2 separate regions of the Mus musculus genome follow, and region 2 is linked to region 1. A link is a contact called in public promoter capture Hi-C data. All regions are on one chromosome and are shown on one strand. Each heading gives the region's core, a stretch centred on a gene start, on an enhancer-like site or on the middle of the called end of the contact. The rest is flanking DNA. Distances are from core to core; before and after follow the strand shown.

Region 1 (2,977 bases), core at 280-2,779:
ACTTGATAAACTTCTTTGGCTCCCACAAAAATTGCTGAGCAGTTTGGAGCTTGGACTTTAATCTTGACTCCATTTGCTTTATAATGAAGAATTTTAGGGTATTACCACATCAACTTGAAGCCTTTGGATGCACTCATATACCCATCAGAAAAGTTTTTGTTAGAATAACTTTGGAAAAACAAAAAAAACAAACAGAACCTTTACATCTTAAGTTTCTTTTTTTTTCCCTTTGCTAAACTCATCATTATGTTGAACTAAGGAGTCCTGCCTAGCCATGTCGATTGTACCTTACACTCAGACTGTCAGCTGATGGGGCTTCGTATTATTTCAATCAGAACCCAAATATTTTAAAGCTGTAGAACATTTTCTAATGGCTATCCTGTCCAACAGCAGGTTGCTCATGTTTTCTGTCACACAGGGCCCAAAGGCTTTTTGTAAAGAAAATAGAAAGCTACAAAGCAGCTGTTGAGTGGTATGTGTCTATGAGTGTTTTCAGCAGGGTTGGAGACAATCTACTTTTCATTCAGGGCTACTCTAAATGAGATCCCCTGTGTTCTGGACAGGAGCTTAGACACTGGGGGACAGGTGGACAGGTCACTTTACAGTGATAGATCTGGTGATAGCTATTTCCAAATGTCAGCAGTATGCCGTTTTTATGCTCTGCAGGTTATAAAGCTGTTCATTGTGAACCTTGTAACACTGCTGGTTATTTCTAATTAAATTATCAGATGCTAACATGCTCCCATTCATGATTTCATGACAATATTGGCTTCTTCCTGTATTGGGGTTTTAGTTTAACATGAATAAATACCACCATTTGAAAGCTCAGTTTGTTATTAGAACCTGGTTAAAATACCAGCAGACTGTTACAGATGCCAAATATTCTTTATCAAGGACAATGTAACAACTGATGATATGTGATAAAGTTAAAAACTTTTGATTATATATTTTATTTACAAAAGTATTATGCAAAGTTTGCATTACCTTATGAGAGGAAATAAAGTCAATTGATAATTGCCTTGTGTATTTGTCATTGTTTCTTTGTTCAGAAAAACAAAGTCTTCATTTCTGGTGGAAACAGTAACTGATTTTTGTTTGTAAACTTGCACGTTTGATTGAGTTTTTTTGAATCAGACAAATTGAGATCTCTGCTTAAGAAGTACATATAAAAGGAAATGCCAGCAACCTGCCTGGGGAAGGAAGGGTCAGAACAGATGCGTCAAAAAAGGGAAACAGAAGAGACACAAGCTTAGAGACATTGGTTGGAGAATGTAGGAGTCTAACCCATACATTCACGTGCTGGTTTTATTTTGACTAGTTTTTAGAAACAGGAGCCACATCCAGGAAGAGATCAAATGTAGCCTGTACATAACCTGGAGTAGAGCAGGTGTTTTGTGTGAAATTGTCATTTGTCACTTGGCAAGCATCAGGAATCTGTGAGCACAACACACCCAGTTGACAAACGGGGCCCTCCCTCACATGTTTGTCTAGCCTCGGGTCTATATGGCTAGCCACATCAAGGAAGCTGTGGCATTAGGAAGCTGGTGGTGGCTTTAACAGATGTGGCTTTGCTGAAGAAAATCTATGAGAAAGAGGCAGTTCCCGGTGACATTCACATGCTGAATAGCTAGAAGCAGCATTTACTGGGTGTGAGAAAATGGGACAAAAGGCTTCACAGCAGGTAGCTCCGAAGGACAGCCAGGAGGTTCTTGCCATGTGTGAGGTGGTCAGTGCGGCTATTTCCCATGCAGCGCAGAAGCTGAAGGAGTACCTCGGGTTTGAGTATCCGCTGAGCAGACTCTGCCTTGCAGCGAGTTCACTGACTGAGGTCTTCCTCGTCCACTTCGTTACCTTCTGCCAGGAAAGGGGAGCGGATGAGTGGCTCACCACCACCAAGATGACCAAGCACCAGGCCTGGCTGTTTGGAGCAGACTGGATTTGGACCTTCTGGGGACCTGATAAGCAAATACGGCTTCAGGTGGCAGTGCAGACTCTGAGGATGGCTTCGCTCCCTCTGACGGACCCAAAATCCTGTGAGTCAAGGGGAGAGGAGTCTTGGAAAAAAGGCAGATTTGACAAGCTGCAAGAGTTCTGTAACTTGGTAGGAGAGGACTGTCTGGGTCTGTTTATCATCTTCGGTGTGCCTGGAGAACCTAAGGCTATCAGAGGCGTTGTCCTGGAGAGTGTCAGAAACGGGATGATGGAGAGCCAGCTGCCAGGACGAAAGGCTGTGGAGCAGTTTGTGCTGGAAACAAAGGACTGTATCTCCATCAAAGAGCTGCTAGGGAACTGTCTGAGTAAAAGAGATGGGCTGAGTGACATGGGCAGAGTTTACATCCGCATCCTCTAAACTGGGCATGTTGCTGTGACTGGCCTGTGAGACAGAACAGGAGGACAATCCCCAACACAGGGCTATCCACCCCCTACATTGACTGAAAGTGATCCCTGGGTTAAAACTTGCTAGTGTCCCAGTTACGGAAAAGAAAAGAAAAAAAAAATAGCTGTTGCTGTGTCTTGGGAAATTTTACTTTGGGTTTTGTTTATTCAAAACTAAAAATTGGAAGAGAAAATGATAAATTATACATAAAGTTTGATTTGGAAAAAAAAGTTGTCTTTGAACTCATCTCATAGTCACAAGCTTAAAATGTTACTGCTGTTGTAAGGAGAGCAACTGTTCATGAGGTGTGGTGGGGATGTCAGTTTTGGTTCAGGACTCCTAAAGAAAACTTCCCACTGCTGACCTTCTGAGCCCTCCCTCCACAATTGCTTCTTCCCAGCAACTCCACAAATAAAGGACTTTCAAAGTATTTAACATAGGGTTCAACTGGGTGTTAGCTATACCATGAGTTACTGAGTCACCGGTGAAATATGTGTATTCGCAGTAAGGAATGTATTTTCAAACACAATGGTCATATTTTCTAAAATGTCTTCTTGGGACTTAACAATATAAAGAGCAATTGCCACTATTTACTGACCT
Region 2 (2,977 bases), core at 159-2,658, 1.9 Mb after region 1:
TGTCTAAGATCCCCTAGACTCAACATACCACAATAATAAGTAGCCTTTGCCCATGGTGCAGGGAACATGATACCAACAATGAGTAACCAAACTCCACTGCTAGCTAGAGAAATTATCCAATAGGACCCTCTGGCTCCTTTCTTTCATGAATGAGCCCATGAAACTCCTACCTTTGATCCAACTTGGCTGTCTCTTCCTTTTCCAGTCCCAGTTCATTAAACATCACACAAAAACTGCCAGGCATCAGGATGCTGGATCAATATGGACACTGGACTACGGGTGCCTGGAGAACTTCAGCATGACATTGACAGCTGGCACTAAGTTCTGGCTGTTTTGAAGCTGTTTTTAACCCAGGATTTCATATACCTCAGGTGGTCTAGAATTGTGATCTTCCTGCCCCCATCTTTTATAATACATTTCAAACTGGCATTAAAAACAAAACTGGGGTTTTCTGGATCAGCTGGAAGAGTGCTGCTGTCTAGTAAGGCGAGGACCAAAGTTCAGATCCCTTGTATCCAGTCATGTTGGGGCACAGCTGTAATCTCAGTAGTGGAGGCAGGAGGGGGTCCCTGGTGTTTCTAGTTATGCCACAGCTTTAGTAAGAGATCTTGTTTCAAACACTAAAGGCGTACACATGAACCACACACAAACAGGTAAACTCATCTTCCATGACCAGCCTTTGCAGGAAGCAGAAAACTTTTCTGGATTAAAGAGGCACTGGCTGCTGGACCATCAAGCTAGTTTACAGAGTAAACAAATGTGGGCTGGAGAGTTAAGGTCCCTGGTTGCTTTCCTTTTCCAGAGGAAGGAACACCAACGTACACAAATTTAAGAATAAATAAATAATTTAAAAAGCAAGCAAGCAGGCTGGAGAGATGGCTCAGCTGTTAAGAGTACTGACTGCTCTTCCGAAGGTCCCGAGTTCAAATCCCAGCAACCACAGTGGCTCACAACCATCTGTAATGAGATCTGATGCCCTCTTCTGGTGTGTCTGAAGACAGCTACAGTGTACTTTGGGCCACAGCAAGTGGGCCCGGAGTGAGCAGAGGTCCTGAGTTCAATTCCCAGGAACCACATAGTGGTTCACAACCATTTGTACAGCTACAGTGTATCATATACATAAAATAAATAAAAAGCAAGCAAACATTGCCTGATGAGGTGGCACACCCCTTTAATCCCACCACTCAGTAGGAAGAAGAAGGTGAGCCTCTGAGTCCCAGGCCAGCCTGGTGTACAGAATGAGTTTCAGGACTGAGGCCTATACAGAAACCCTGTTTTGAAGAAAAAGAAAGCAAACAGGAATCAGAAAAGCAGGCTTTATTCAAGTTAAACTCTTTACACTTCCACTCAGCTGCAGGTTTGTTTAAGAATAGTGGTGATTTGGATAAGAATGGCTCTCAAAGGCTCATATATTTGTTTCAATGTTTGGGCTGCAGCTTGTAAAAGTATGGGGAGGATTAGGTGTGGGCTTGTTGAAGGTATGTTACTGGAACTAGGCTTTGAGGAATCAAAAGCCCACCCAGCTTTCTCTACCTCTGGGTTGTGTCTCTCTCATGATTGTCTCAATCTGAAAGCTTTCAGCTTGATTCAGCTTCATGCCTGACTGCCTGCTGTCAAGCTCCCACAATGGTCATTGACATTTCCTTCTGAAACTGTTAGGCAAGATCCCAATTAAATGCTTTCTTTTGTAAGTTTCTCTGGACATGGTACAAAAATGTAATTAAGACTGAACTTTACAGGACTTTTGATCAGTGTTTGATCACTTGGCTCATGGGTGTTTCAGAACAGATCCACCTTCCTACTTCTGTAATCAGTGGTAGCATCATAGATCAAAATGCTAGTGTGTTGGTTCAGTTTGTCCTAGTTGGTTTGCCAATTTCACAAACCTAGACTTCTCAGGGAAGAGAATCTAAATGCCTCTGTGTTGGTTTAAATAAGAATGGCCTCATAGGTTCATGTATTTGAATCCTCGTTTCCAGTTGGTCAGCTGTTGGAAAGGGTTAGGACATGTTGGAGATGGTGCGCTTTGAGGTTTCAAAAGCCCAGGCTAAGTTGCTTTACTGTCCACTGACTTCTGGTAAGAATGTAAAGCCCTCAGCTACTTGCAAGCACCATGCCTGCCATGATAACAAAGTAACCCTCTGAAACTGTGAGCAAGCTCTCAACTAAATGCTTTATCAGAGGTGCCTTGGTCATGGTGTCTCTCACACCAACAGAATAACTAAGGCAGCCTCTGTAATATGTGGCACGTTTTCCCGACTAATGATTGATGTGGGAGGGCCCAGCTCACTGGGGAATTAGTCCCAGGTTGTAGAACCATGAAAAGCAAACAAACAGTCGGCAGCTCTCCTCTATGGTCTCTGCTTCAGTTCTCACCTTGACATTCTGACTCCTGGCACTGGAAGGACAGAAGCAAACAGTCTATATACAAGCTTCCCAGCTCACAGAAACTGGAATATGAAGTCTGAGAAACATATTTTGTATATAAAAGCACCCTGACTCTAGGCACACTAAAGACAAAGGAAAAAGCAATCTTGATTGTGCCACAGCACATGTGAAAAGGTCTGAGGAAAATGGTGGGAGCTAGTTTTCTCCTACCTTGTGGGTTCTAGAGACCAAATTCCAGATTGTCAGGCTTGGCAGGCACATAGCCAAAGCCATCTTACCTGCCCAACAGTGATTACTGAGGCCAGCCTGGATACATAACTGTCTCAAAAATTTTGTTTAAAACTTCCATGTTTGATTTCATTTCAGTTCCTCATAATTCTGTAAAGTTGTTTCACACAAAAGTCCCGGTCTAACTCTCCCCACAGATAAGCAACCCTTGTCATGGACATTCCATTCATGTTAAAACCACTACACAAAGTCCTTTGTATGTAGCTACCATATCCACTTATCCTAGAGTCTGAAGACTTTTCTACCCAAACCCCTGCTCATCAAAAATTAAGCTTGGAGCTGGAGAGATGGCTCAGCGGTT

Evidence for each region. Promoter capture Hi-C pulls out the DNA fragments that hold promoters and counts their contacts.
Region 2: a contact with region 1 is called in a promoter capture Hi-C map of embryonic stem cells, with 2.6 times the contacts expected there. The contact joins the enhancer-like site here to the promoter of Rep15 in region 1. A contact is called at or near these places in 5 of 39 promoter capture datasets (embryonic stem cells, hippocampal neurons, liver and 1 more), 1 of 115 datasets of contacts at active chromatin or transcription factors (astrocytes) and 1 of 9 other capture datasets (liver).

What each region holds. Positions count from the first base shown.
Region 1 is chr6:147,031,008-147,033,984 of GRCm38.p6, forward strand. It overlaps Rep15 (RAB15 effector protein), which reads left to right and starts at 1,530. Exons shown (of 1, transcript NM_025620.2): 1 at 1,530-2,511. The coding sequence starts at 1,658. The coding sequence ends at 2,350. Ppfibp1 (PTPRF interacting protein, binding protein 1 (liprin beta 1)) reads left to right here. Exons shown (of 31, transcript NM_001355728.1): 31 at 1-1,018.
Region 2 is chr6:148,917,638-148,920,614 of GRCm38.p6, forward strand. No RefSeq gene overlaps it. Among named protein-coding and RNA genes, the nearest start is that of Caprin2, 23 kb to the left of the region's middle. Within about 2 kb of position 1,409, at least 6 of the 459 cell types and tissues checked have an H3K27ac peak or open chromatin away from gene starts, as enhancers often do. A contact at or near this core is called in embryonic stem cells, where this site is marked.